Regions from separate parts of the Gossypium hirsutum genome. Here all the other regions are linked to region 1. A link is a contact called in public Hi-C data. All regions are on one chromosome and are shown on one strand. The core of a region is the stretch at or near the end of the contact, and the rest is flanking DNA. Distances in the headings are between cores, read along the strand shown. Region 1 holds the start of LOC107961678 (protein WVD2-like 6). Region 2 has its middle 13 kb from the start of LOC121231489. Region 3 holds the start of LOC107962894 (ethylene-responsive transcription factor SHINE 2).

The links. Hi-C and Micro-C count contacts between places; a contact is called where the count stands out from the background.
Region 2: a contact with region 1 is called in a Hi-C map of leaf, with 1.5 times the contacts expected there. The contact joins the enhancer-like site here to the promoter of LOC107961678 in region 1. A contact is called at or near these places in 4 of 34 Hi-C or Micro-C datasets (hypocotyl and leaf).
Region 3: a Hi-C map of leaf shows a contact between it and region 1, with 2.1 times the contacts expected there. The contact joins the promoter of LOC107962894 here to the promoter of LOC107961678 in region 1. A contact is called at or near these places in 2 of 34 Hi-C or Micro-C datasets (leaf and petal).

What each region holds. Positions count from the first base shown.
Region 1 is chrA06:37,581,778-37,586,424 of Gossypium_hirsutum_v2.1, forward strand. LOC107961678 (protein WVD2-like 6) reads right to left here and starts at 1,498. Exons shown (of 9, transcript XM_016897756.2): 1 at 1,110-1,498; 2 at 1-189. The coding sequence starts at 186.
Region 2 is chrA06:37,269,108-37,274,026 of Gossypium_hirsutum_v2.1, forward strand. No RefSeq gene overlaps it. Among protein-coding and RNA genes, the nearest start is that of LOC121231489, 13 kb to the right of the region's middle. Within about 2 kb of position 1,539, at least 1 of the 9 cell types and tissues checked has an H3K27ac peak or open chromatin away from gene starts, as enhancers often do. A contact at or near this core is called in leaf, where this site is marked.
Region 3 is chrA06:37,147,134-37,151,543 of Gossypium_hirsutum_v2.1, forward strand. LOC107962894 (ethylene-responsive transcription factor SHINE 2) reads right to left here and starts at 2,067. Exons shown (of 2, transcript XM_016899444.2): 1 at 1,742-2,067; 2 at 650-1,628. The coding sequence starts at 1,821. The coding sequence ends at 1,073.

The sequences.
Region 1 (4,647 bases), core at 248-2,747:
TTCCTTAGTTATTCCATTATCATCCATTTCATTCTGCAAACAAGTCTCCAAAGTTTTCTCAACATTCCCAGTCACATTATCTGAAAAACCATCGTCGTCCTCAGACACCTGAAGTTTCCTATTAACACCATTTTGAAGGGCAACCTCAAGCCCCTCAACAGGCAAGACATCTTCAGAATCCATCATACTCTGTAAAACGAACAAAACAAACTAGTATAAGCGCAATTAGAAAACAATGAAAGGGAATTAACACTTTAACAAATTTAAATTCCTCAAACCTTCACAACAAGAATAAACTATATATACTAATTTCCAATGGCTATCAACGTTCATCTCTTACAACCTCAAAAAGAGATCAATTTTGGATTTCCAGAAATATTAATCACATCTATAATATTCATTGTTGCTTCAAGAAGCAGTAAATTAGATCTTATACTTGCACACCACAAATCAACAAAAATCTAGCAGTAAACATCAGAAGTAGCTCAGTAGAAAAAAGGCGGAACCAAATTAGTGAAAAAGTTAAGTAACAATAGAAGATTTAAGTAGAGCAAATCTGCAATTACAACAGAGATCTTCAACACCAACTAAACAGCTTAATGCATTTCTCTTCACATTGATCTACTCTTTCCTAAAATCAAACATGAAATCCTCACTCTTTCTCTGGAAACAAACAAACAATAAACACTAACCAACTTAGTGAAAAGAAAAAAGAAACGAGTTAGACTAGAAGTTTTAAGTAGAGCACATCTGCAACGAGAACAGAGATCTTCAACATCAACTAAACAGCTTAACGCATTTCTCTTCACATTGATCTACTATTACCTAAAATCAAACATGAAATTCTCACTCTTTCTCAGGAAACAAACAAACAATAAACACTAACCAAAGTAGTGAAAAAAACGAGTAATAGATTTTTAAGTAGAGCAAATCTGCAATGAGAACAGAGATCTTCAACATCAACTAAACAGCTTAATGCATTTCTCTTCACATTGATCTACTCTTACCTAAAATCAAACATGAAAATCTCACTCTTTCTCAGGAAACAGACAAGCAACAATTTATTTTCTGAAAAAAAAAAGCAGTTTTGAACTAATTTACTTCCTTACCTCGTAAAGCGTGCGACAAATCAAAACTTCATGAATCCGTGAATGAAGAGAATTTAAGTAAAGGAAAATCGAAAGGATCTGAAAGATAATAAATTAAACAGTGTAGATTAAAGCCTCTAGGGTACTCCAACAGTAAGGATCTTAAAAAAAATAAAATAAAATAAAATAATTTGGGAATATGATTTTTTTTTTGTTTTTTTTTTTTGGGTTCTATTTTTCTTTGAAGGCTGTAAGGTCTTTTATAGTAGCGGATTTCAAATCAATTTCCAAGGCCACACTCTTTCACAGAGAAAATGATTTGATGTACTGTCCCAATAAAATACGGTTACGAAAATACGGTTTTCTTAATTAAAATACAGTTTTTGTACCTTACTTTTTTTTTTTTCTTTTTACCGGAATTTCAGAGAGTTTACATATGGTTAATCAACTAACACTGATTTCATTCTATCTCATTCTCGCTACTAAAAACAAATTTTTTTACTTTCTTTTTTTAATTTTTCTAACTTTTTTCCTAACTTTTCTCGTTGGAGGTTTTATTTTGTTTAAAGTAAAGTGTAACTTAAAATACATTAACCATAATTTCACTTTAATTACCCTAAAATTAGACTAAATCACCCATCACTCATTTTAAATAAGGATGATATTTATTTTGGTTTTTTTTATAAACACATTATTAATCTTCTATTACCATTTAATGGTAGAGTAGCTAATTGTATAATAAAAACTTATCTTGAGAATGCTTTAGAGTTAGTCATATTTGACTTATCTATGAATAATGTTAAGAAGATGTTATTAGTTGATAAAATTGGGAATTCGTATGTATGGACTAATAGGCCTTAAGGCCACTGATGGTCTTCTTCTTCTATAAAAAAAAATTATCAAAAAAAATTTGTGAATAACTAAAATAGGAACAATCTATATTTAGAATGACTAGCGGTGTAATTTTTTCTTTTGTTTTTAATTCTCTTATTTTCATTTTTTTAACTAAGCAAAGTATTTTTCTACTATTAATAAAGCCTATGATCAAATAGGTGTCACGAGTTAATTGGACACCAACTTAATTAAGGAAATTATAAAAATATATTTTCGTAATTAAAATATATTATATTATTTGAGAGCTATTTAGTCCTTTTATTTTTTTAACAAATAAAAATAAAAATATACTTATGATGGGATTTAAACCCACATCAATTGATTTAGTAAAATTTTAAATTCACTATTCAACCAAAATTTCATTTTAATCAATAATATACATTTTTATTTTAATATGTACAATTTATTACATTCATGAGTTGTATATATCTTTACTTACTATTAATAAAACCTATAACTGAGTTGGTATCACAAGTTAATCTGGTACTAACTCAGGTATGAAAAGACTAATATACCTTTTTAGTGAATGACTGTTATTATTATTTTGATAATCTTTTTGTCTTTTCATACTTTTAGATATTTTTAAATAAAAGAACTAAAATTAACGTGTCTAGGAATTGAACCTATGTTTAATAGATTTATAAATAAATTCTTTATCACTATTTCATTAATAATTTTTTAGTAAACTTTTAAAAAATAAATTTTAACATAAAATGTTTGCTACGAAATTTGTGTATCTATACTATTAATTAAGTCTCTGACTAAGTTGGTATCGCGAATTATGTGGACAACAACTCGGTTAAAATAAATTATGGAAATGTTCTTCCGTAATTAAAATAAGTTATATTATTTCAAGGTACTTTAGTCTTTTTTTTAACAAAAACTAATAAAAATACGTTTATAATAGGATAAAACTTTAAATTTACCACTCAACTAAAATTTCATTTTCATGTGTTTTATACGTTTTTATTTTAATATGCACATTTTATTACCTTAAATTTACCATAAGTTTCATTATTTATTGAATATTATTTTAAACACACATTTGTGTTTTAAAATATGATTTACACATCCATATGAGTATAATAGGATTGCTAGTTATAAATAATGTTTGTTCTTCTCTCTCTTAAAGAAGTAACGATATCAATGCGTTGCTCTGTTATTAATAGATTACTCAGCTTTTACTAAAAGCTGTGATCCATTTTGCTTTTTTTGAAAGCCATGGTGGTATTATTTAGTTGTAACTTTAATGTCTATTTTTCTTAGTTGGTACTTTAGTTTCCGTTTTGGGGAATTTATGAAGGAGGTGAGGTCATTTGGAGATTGTTTCTATGCATCACCAATGTGGAAGGAATTTTTTTTGGGACCTCTAGCATTGTCACCAAAGTTTATTGGAATTAATTATCCACAATGATAAATTTAGGATACTGCTATCAACAGTTGATTAAAGTGGTGCATGTCTAATAGTTTTTTGGCACTACAAATATGGCAGTTATGACTGGTTATATATCTCCTCAACTGGTTTTTTTCGAGATGGGAAGAGAAGAGAATGCAACAATTTAATCAAAATCTTTTACCTTCCTATAGTGTTTTATTCTTGATGGGTGTATATGGCTAGAAACAAAAGATTGGTATGAATGACATTTCCAATTTGATTTTCTTTGATCTTGTGTCTTTTCTTGTTTGTAATTAACTTAAACTTCCTTTGCTAGTGTTGCCATTATGGTATGTTACACTCCTCTCAACTTATAAGTTCTGTTATGGTTTTGACTATTGATAGAATCACTATTTTATTTCACCAAAAAAACAAAATTTTGAAGCTGTGATAATTTTCTAAAAATAATATTAGGCTTTAATTAACATTCACCTGATAAATATTTACTTAAATTTAAGAATTTAATTCAATTTTATATTTGACCTAATTTGATTTAATGATAAAAAGTTAACAATTCAAATCTATTCAAACCAAACATATAATAACTCAATCTCAAGTGACAAGAATTAGAAACAATATGAATTCCTAAAGATTCGATTCGAAAAAACTCAATCCTTAAAACATATCTCGAATCCAAAACAAGACTAACATAAAATAACTCAAAACCCAAATTTGATCTAAACTTAAATTCATCTAAACTTAGATAAGTGTTAATCCAAATAGGGTTCATGCATGGCGAATTTAACTTTAAAATAAATATTGGAAAGAATTTACACTTGATATGTAGCATAAGAATACTCCAACCTAAAACATCAAAACTCCCAATGTCTCAATATTATCGGGACCTTCATTTATATCAAAGTTTTCAAAATTTAAAAAAAAATTGTTTGTTTGAGTAAATATATTAGAAAATTCTAAAATTTGTTAAGAATTTCAAAATATATGATTTTAATAGCTGGCCTAAAGAGTTAGTTATTTCAAAATTCCTTGTAAATTAAAAAAAGTTAAACTTTAAAATCATTTTTATTGAATTTTAATAAATATTTTTTTAAATTTTATTTTATTCATACTATTTATGTTTTTTTACATAATGTATCCATATTAAATTTTTTATATTGTTTATTAATATAATAATTTTTAATTTTAATTTTTTAATTTATAAAATTCCAATAACTAATTTTTTTTAAATCAATTATTTATTCAAACAATTCAATTGCAAATGTTAACATT
Region 2 (4,919 bases), core at 289-2,788, 310 kb before region 1:
GATTAAATTGCAATATTTCTCTTATATACAATATAAATCATTTTCCCATTAATACTTTCCTCCTTAAAAGTAAGTTTAATTGTAAAATGAACAATACTTACATCAAAATTGCACAAAAATAAGTTTTTAACTGAACAAAATAAATGATCATTATATCATCCATAAATCAAACATATAATGGCCTATAAAACTACAATCAAGATAAATTGTTATCTTCTTAAAGATAATCTTTAATATAGCCTTCAATATGGAATAAACTTATCTAGATCTTCTTGTTGTAATCTTCTAAAGGAAACAAATATCTTTAATAAGAAAACTTAATCATGTTAAAAGGTCTTCAAAATAATCCTTACTTAGATTTTAAATAACCCAAAACTAGCATTCTTTAAAATTATCCTTACCTGAAATAATCTTATTTTCAGTTATATTTTCGAGATTTGCTGCTTAAAACTAAAAAAAAAAATTAAATAAATAATTAAGATATATTGGTCAAATAATAAGACAAACGGATAATAAAAAATATAAAAACTCGCAATTTTCATAAATTAATTCTTTCATAATTTTGCAACTTTTAATAGCAAGAAAAAGTTATTCAGTTATTGTAGATTATGACAGCAAAGTAGTAAAAAGTAGCAAAAACCATTTATTTTTCTCCCAAGACTTTGAATTGGGTTTTGCTTTAATTTAAAGGGTTGGTTTATTTTATCTTAAATCTACCATAGCCATGGGTAAATAGATTGGATTGATTTTCAATTCCCTCAATTTTAATTTTTAAAATTTTAGAATCATTTCTACTTTGTGTAAATCAAAATGTTTTGGATCATTTAAATTTAAATGTTGAATTATTATAATTTCAATGTATTTTGAGTTCTAATTAATCACATTATATTCAAATAATTTTAACTTATTTGTCCGAGTTTCGATTAAATTGTTTTAGATTATTAACTTTTAGGAAATCTCCTTAGAGGCAGAAGGGGCTTTGGTCCCTCCCACCCCCAAAACTTTGGAAAAAGTTAATTATATTTTTAAAATTTTAATTAAGTCCTAATTTCAAAAAAAAAATCTAATTGAGCCTTTAAAAAGTATTAAAGATTTCAATTAAACTCTCTAAAATTTTCGAAATACTCATTGATCCTTTTAATATTTTTTAAAAATCTTATTAATAATCCTAATTTTTTTTGAAAATTCTAATTAAATCTTTAAATTTTCTAAAAGTTTTGATTGAACCCTTTGAAATTTTTAGAACGTATAACTAAACCTAAAACATAATGATACATTCTATGATTATTAATTTTTATGATTAAATCGAATTGAAATAAATTTAGAATTAATTGGAATGAAAATTCGGAAATTTAGATAAAAAGGGTGCATCTTTAATTATTAGTGGGGGTTGATTATAGGATTAGCTGCCGCTTGTCAGCTCTTAGGAACAACAGATTTATGGCGAAAGTAACGTGGTGGTTGATTACTTTGGCTCAGTCTACACTGTTACCGAAAGCTTTGCAATAACTTCGTGAGAGACTCGGTGTCTTTTGGGTCTTGGATTATTTCAACATCTATGTTTAATTTGGATGAATATTAGTTGCCTTTTCACACTCATATAAGACAAGACATTTATTTATTATATTTATTTTATCACACAATGAATAAAATGAAAATTATCACACCAATATTCCCATTGCCATTCATTCGCCCAATATTTCTTTTGGTTAAAGGATGGATAGGTATTCTATACAGATATACAGGATGAATTTTTAGGGTGGTTGGTAGGGGGTCAGTCTCTTCCTATAATGGAAATTGAATAGTCTCTTCCTATAATGGAAATTGAACCTTTAAAATTTTAAATTAATAAATATAAAATTATTTTTTGATTTCTTTAAAAATAATAAATTTTTAATTTAATCCTTTAAAAATTATATTTTTATTATCGTAAAAAGTATAATTTAATTTTAGTCTTTCCTAACAAAAATTTATGACTTCACCCTTAGAGATATAATAAATTATTGATATATATATATTTAGAAAATAGGCACGTATTTTTTTTAATATTGTTTACGTCAATGTATCAAATACATAACTTTTTATCATTAAAGGTAAGTATGCAGTTTTTCAATCTAATTATAATTTAGATTTTTTATTATATTTAAATTTGGAATTTAATTGTTATATATATTTTTATAATATCATTAATTACTTTAAATAATTAATACTATTATCTAATTAGTTACTTTAAAATCATATTTTAAGGGAAAAAAATCATCTCAAAATTTCTATCTTAATACTTAAGAGTGTTAATTATTTGGTTTAATTGCCAATAAACTCCTGACTCAATAGTAAGATTGAGACATTATGATTTTCAAGACTTTAAATTTAAGTTTTATTTTTATTTATTATAGTTATTATATCAAATTAAAATAATTTGAATATAATTGAGGAGTCAAAATTACAATTTGACTAGCTTTCCGATAGATGATGATTTTTCGAAGTTTTAAGTGAAAATTTTGGAATTGTGTGTCAAAAACCTGTTTAACTTCTCTTTATTTTTAGGTTGTTCTGTACATAAGTCTTATTTCTATTTATAATCTTTTTAAATATTTAATTTGAAAGAAAAATAAATTTATTGACTATTACAATTATAATCGTCTGTGTCAATTATATTAAAACTCAATCCATAATTTAACAACCCTCTTTTTCTACTTCTAAATAACTCCGATTGGTACCATTTTCGAGCATTTGAAAATGCTGATTCCACGAAGCAGAGCTTTGATGAAACCATAATTTAACAACCATCGCATTACTTACATCGTCAACAAACCCTTAAACATGAAACTGATGTTTTACCCAATCTTGGTATTATGTGACTTTTTCTTTTTTGGTCATGATCACCCCACCATTAAGTTGCATCAATATTTATTTTAGGTATCCATGAATCTTCAATTGATATAACTTTTTTATATGTGTTATTGGAAATTTAAATTCGTAGAAATATATTTAAAAGTAACAAAACTTTGAGAATTTGTGAATATTCAAAAATATTAATAATTTCGAATTATGTTTTCACTTTATAACTTGGCAAGTCAGGCCGGATCATGAATTTTTTCTTTGGGATCAAGGAGAGACAAAAAAAAAAAAAGAGTAACCCGATCCTAATTCGACCATGCTAGAGCTCACCAGGTTATGTTTAAGCGAAGAAGATGCTAGGCATGTGATGAGCTATAAATAAAATTTGGATATGGATGTGTAAAATTTATTGACTGTCATGAAAGCGTTTTCAGTTACCACCATCATCAGCCGACCTCAGATGAGAGCTGCTTCTTCCTTGCTTTTTCTTTGAGATAAAGACTGTGGATTGGGTTTTATTAGTTTCATTTTTGTGTATCTTGATCTTTGTCATGTTTTGTAGGTTACTTGTGGCCTTGTTGGTTTTGTCATATGTGGCTTTTATTTTATATAAATATAGAGTGATCATATTTATAATATAATTATAAATACATGTTCAAACAATTTTAAAGTAGAAAGAAAACATTATAACACAGATAGAAAATAATTAAAATAATTTGGATCAAATATACACCTTCCAACTATATAAGTTAGAATTAGAAGTTAATATATAATAATCACATATGATGAGATTTAAACATGAATACTTAATATCAATATTTAACCTTTGTCAACAATAGAAAGATCTTATTAGCTAGACCATTTAAGATATTTTCATCTAGTTCGATTGGGACCTTCCATGCAAAGTTGTATTAGGCTTCTTTTTATTGGAAGTGTGTGGCTCTTTTTCTTCGGTCATATGTGACCGGATTTCTCTTGATCATTTTGTGATAAAATAGTTTCTTTTTTTTTTAAAAAAATAAAACATTTGCTTTGATAAAATGATTACTTATGTCACTATGCTTCAAGTCCTCACGCTTGATTATCACACATTTTTATTTTCGGGTTTATTTTTTTTCGGGTTTAAATTTGGTAATTATTTCGATATTAGAGCTTGAATTTCTTTTTATCCAAACTAGTCCTTAAATTTGGAAACTGTTCTCACATTAGGACCTAAACTTTTTTTGTTCCAAGTTAATATTTCCTTGAAAACCTTAAAGTTTAGGCCCTAACATAGGAACAAATTGCCAAGTTCAAGCCCCAATATAGGAATAATTGTCAAGTTCAATGATTAACTTTGATAAAAAAAATAGCTTTCAGCCTAAATGTGGGAGCAATTGCCCATTTTGAGCCCCAATAAAATAACAATTATCAAGTTTAAGAATTAACTTGGACTAAAAAATGTTCAAGCCCTAATGTGAGAGTTGTTACCAAACTCAAGCCTCAAATAATGATTTATTTCAATATTTAGCATTCATTAAAAAATGGATCATGTACAACTAAACCTAAAAGGCTCAAAACAAGATACAAATTAAAAAAAAAAAAAACAAAGGGCCCAAAAATACCCAAGCCTAATATCATACATTGTGAAGAAACCCTAGCCCCTTGCCGAACTCAAGGTCACCATCATCGAGGAGTAAATGTGTTCATTGGTCGGGCTAAGTCGAAGCCTGGATCCAAAAAAATCAAACTCAACCTGTTTTAGGTTCGGCTCAATTCACCCAAAAAAACACGATGTACTATTCAAAAATTAATAAAAATATTAAATATATTTTAAATTAATATTATATATTTATAATTAAATTTAAATTAAAAATATTTTTTATTCAAATTGAATTTGGGTTGGCCTGACTCGAGGTGTAAACAATATTTGTCCAAGCATAGCTTAAGTTAAGTCGAGTAGGCTACCTAACTCATGCATAAGTCTATTGGAGGGGTAGAAAAAGGAACGCCATAGGTAGCTAGAAATGCAAGAAGCAAGGCGATTATACCCGTTATCAACACGAATGCCTCTAGTAGGAGTCCATGCATTAACTAAC
Region 3 (4,410 bases), core at 817-3,316, 430 kb before region 1:
ACGTATATAGGATAGGGGAATTAAAAGGGAGTTTATCATAACTCTTAAAACATCATTCTCAATTTTATACTGAAAGCAAATACAAATCTGAATTAATTAGATGATTACTCATTGTAAGTAGCTTTCAATAATATCCCATCCAATAATTTTGTATGATTTTATGCTCCACAAATTATTTTATTGTTAACTAATGGAAATTAGCTTAATTGATTCATAGGGAAATCTAGGATCGGTATGGCCTTGACCTTACTTAAATGGTTCAATTGCACTCTTACTCCAAATAATTTTGTTAAATGGAAAAAAAAAAGATTAGCCTTTTCGAAAAATTTATAATTTAATTTAAGTTAGTTTAAGTTTTATTTCGCGACTTTGAGCCTATATTTATGCAATATTTGGGATCTTATATGTTAAAGAGATGCTCATGTTCATGATAAGGATAAAGTAGGAGAATAAGCAAGTTTGGATTGGACTTGAGGGACCTTGTTGTTTAATGTATATGGCAGACACTTGTTAGCAACAAATATATGGGGAAAAAGGGAGAACTTGATGTAAAAATTAAATGAAAGGTTTGATTGAAATAATAAAATTGAGATTTTAAACATCTCATAGATATTTTATAGATTTCATATACACCAAAGAAAAAAAAACAAAAGATAAGAGTGCCCTTTTAATTATATACCAATTAAAAGTTTAATATACAATGTTGAGAGGTGATAGATTACAATAGATGGACTAAAAGCAGACAGTAAAAAGACGGCTAATTCTAAGTTACTGGAGCAAGTAGACCAGTTTTTAAGGTTGTAGAATCTATGACAGATAAACAGACATTAAAGCTTGGATTAAATTCGAAGGTTAAACAGTTATGTAGGTGGTGATCTACATTTGCTTTCATATTGTAAAATTTCACAACCAGTTTTACATGCGGGGATGGTAGAACAATGACTTATGACCTTGAAAGGGTAAAATGCTAAAAGGACTTTTGAGTAGAAATTCTTTTTTTATATCTAGCAATGGGACTTCACCACTGCGCTGTTCACAATATCATATATGTTTTTAAGTAGCTATAACACACTTAAACTCCAATTAGAGAAGTTGAAGAAGTCACGGGACAATTCCAATTGAGTAATTCTTCTATCATCTGCAGTGCAATCCTATCTTCTTCCCCCATTAGGTTCCCGGCTTCGATCTCATCCGCCGTAGTTGACGACCCCGGCGACAGTGTCCTTCTGTCTCCGGACGCCGGGGTATCAACCTTCTTATTCCCAAGCTCAACCCTCATGACCCAATTGGAACTCGATCGATTCCCTGCACGCTTTTGCCACACACCTATATGAGCATTATCGGTATCGAGCCTGAGGCAAGTCAAAGAAGGAGATTGGTCTTTGCAACACTTCCTCAGCTTAGCATTCAAAAGCTCGGCCAAGGCCTTAGGGGGCAATGGAGACCGATCATCATCATCATCATCATCACCGCCACCACCACCACCACGAGCATTTTGTTCACCAGGGTGAGCAGCCTTGGGGAAATTGGTCTTTGCATTTTGGCCGTTCATCAAAATAGCAGCTTGGTCATATGCCCTTGCAGCAGCCTCAGCTGTCTCGAATGTCCCTAGCCATACCCTTCTCTTCCTGCAAATATAAAAACACCATCAAATTCACAGCATAAAACCAGACAAGCATATACATATATATTTATGGCAATTAATGGGGTGATAATGTGAGTGGGTGGGTGTGGTAATTACAGCAAAGGGTGGCGAATTTCGGAAACCCAAGAGCCCCACTGACGCTGCCGAACACCTCTGAATTTCTTTGATTGTACCATGTCTTGTGATGGAGAGAAAGACTTGAGTGCAGAGATATCATAAATATGGAAGGTGATGAGGTTGCAGTTTTTAAGAGGGGGGAAATGTGAAAAAAATTATATATGAGGCTGTGAGCTGTCTAGATGTATTTAATGGAAAAGTCTCGAGGTAATTAGTATACTACTTTGCTGCAATAAAGATTTCCACCTACACACCAGGAAAGAGCTAGGTTCCAAAACAGAAAAAGAAAGAAAAAACAGCTAGATAACATTTTGACTATCTTCTTCATTATACTAGTAAGTACTAATAATGTTCACTAGCTAGGTAATCAAATTAATTGGATTTCAAAAGAAAAAAGAAAAAAAAAACCGGTGATAAAATAATACTACCTCTATGAAACATAGATTTGAAAATTCATGATAAGAATACAATGCATATGTTATCCACAAGTATAAAAATATGAATATATTAAATCTAAAAATATTAGGAATTCAAAATTACTACTAACTAGGAATCTAATAAGTTTGAGAAATTATTATGGATCTTACATTTTAAATATTTTATTTCTTAATTTACATTATTTTTTAAATCCAAATTGTAATTTTAAAATTAAATTCCCAAACACTACCCTAAACAATTTTGTATCTAATAGCCAAGTATTAATTTGAAATTTATATTATAAAAAAATTAACAATTTTTACACACAAATTGGAGTAAAAAAATTAAGACTTAAAAAACTAAGAACAAATAAAATAATTTTATTTATAAAATTTGAGTTAAAATTTTTGGAAGTTTCTTGAACACAAAGAAATCATTTTATTCTTCTGTTTAATGAAGCTTCGATCTAAAGGTTGTTTAAACTTGATTTTGAAAACAAGTTTGGATAGTTGTTTGTTTGAGAATTGATCTAAGAGTCTTTGAAACTTGATCTTAAGTCAACGAGGTTCACTTCAAAAGTTCCCAAGACTTGATTCCGAAGAATGATTTTTATCTCCTTTATGTTGGTGCAATCAAATTAGGGAGAGATTTGCTCAAGGTTCTTTAAAACTTGATTTTGGATAGAGAATTCCACTTAAAAGCTTTCTAGACTTGATTTTGAAGAACGAATTTAAACTTCTTTGTAAAGTTGAACAAGATTGGAAGTAGCTTTTTCTAGAATTGATGCGACATTCTTCAAAATTTTTGAGTTCTCAATTTTTTCAGAGATTTGGAGAAAGTCTCTAGTGTTCAAAATCTTCTCTTAAAGTTTTGATTTTTAAACTTTCAAAATTATGAAGTTGTGTTGAATGATTTGTAAGTTATCTCCTTTTATAATGCCAATCAATTAAGTAAAAGAGAATTCATATAGACTATAACTTATTAATTTGGGTGATATACAAGGATTAAACCTTTTTTTAATTTATTATTTATCTCATATTTGTTTAAATTAAATATATATAAAATAATCCTTAAAGAATATGATATGTTTATAAAAGTTTTCTAAAAGGATTTAATTTCTTAGTTTATCTTTTTTTTAATTAATTTAATTTAATTAAAGATAAATAATAAATAATTTTGATTCATCCAAAATTTTCTCAAACCTACAAATTGCCTTTCAGGACTTAGTCACACAAATGGTTTGTGTTGAGTATAGAACATAGACAAGCCTTAAAACTTAGTTTGCTTTTAATATCGAAAATTTTCATCTTTTAATATTTTTTTGCCATCAACAACTTTTCTTTTCATTTGGAATGAACACGCAATAAAACTAAATTGCATGTGTATAATCATTTTTTAAAGGTCAAGTCATGAGATAGTTCATTTTTTTAGATGTACAATTTAATCTCATGCTTAAAAGTGATACAATCGTTTAAACTTATGCTTAGGAATATTATTTATTAGATGAACAATTTAAGATAATATTTAGGAGCATCATATTTTTAGAATTTAGATGAATAGTTTAAACTCATGCATAAGGGCATCATCATCATCATCATCTCTTTTTGGATGCATGATTTAAACTTTTGCTTAAGAGCATCACTTTTTTTTTAGATGAATAGTTTAAATTTGTGCTTAGGAGTAATATCATTTTATTTTCTTGTGTTTAAGAGCACAATATAACCTTTTAAGCTCAAGCATATGAGTGATGTTTTTTGTTGACCTCTTTAACATATAAATGAAGTCCACCTATTTTGATTCTGATATCTTTGAAGAAGACAGTTGCCTCTATTCCTTCGAAGATCCATTATTTTTGTGCTTAAAACCAATATAATAGGATCAAAATGAGTTGAAATTTATAGTTTTATCCAACATATTGGATTGAAAGACCATGATGATTAGTGTCAAGTTTGATGACGTGGCTTCTTTTTCAAACTCACTTTTTCCTTATTTATAGAGGCATGTGATTTGTCTTTTGAAAAAAAAACACTTCTCAATAGAGTGGCTAATCAAAAGATGATACCTTGTGATAATTTGGTTCATTTACTCGATTGAAATTTTCAGGTCATTTTATCTTAGTTTATCGAATTAGCTTAGCTTTTAAAATCTCTGCAAGTATGATTGGTAAATTAGTATCAAGGAAATGCTAGTTTTTGTCTTGCCTCTCTTTTGGGGTAAAGTTTGCTTTGCCT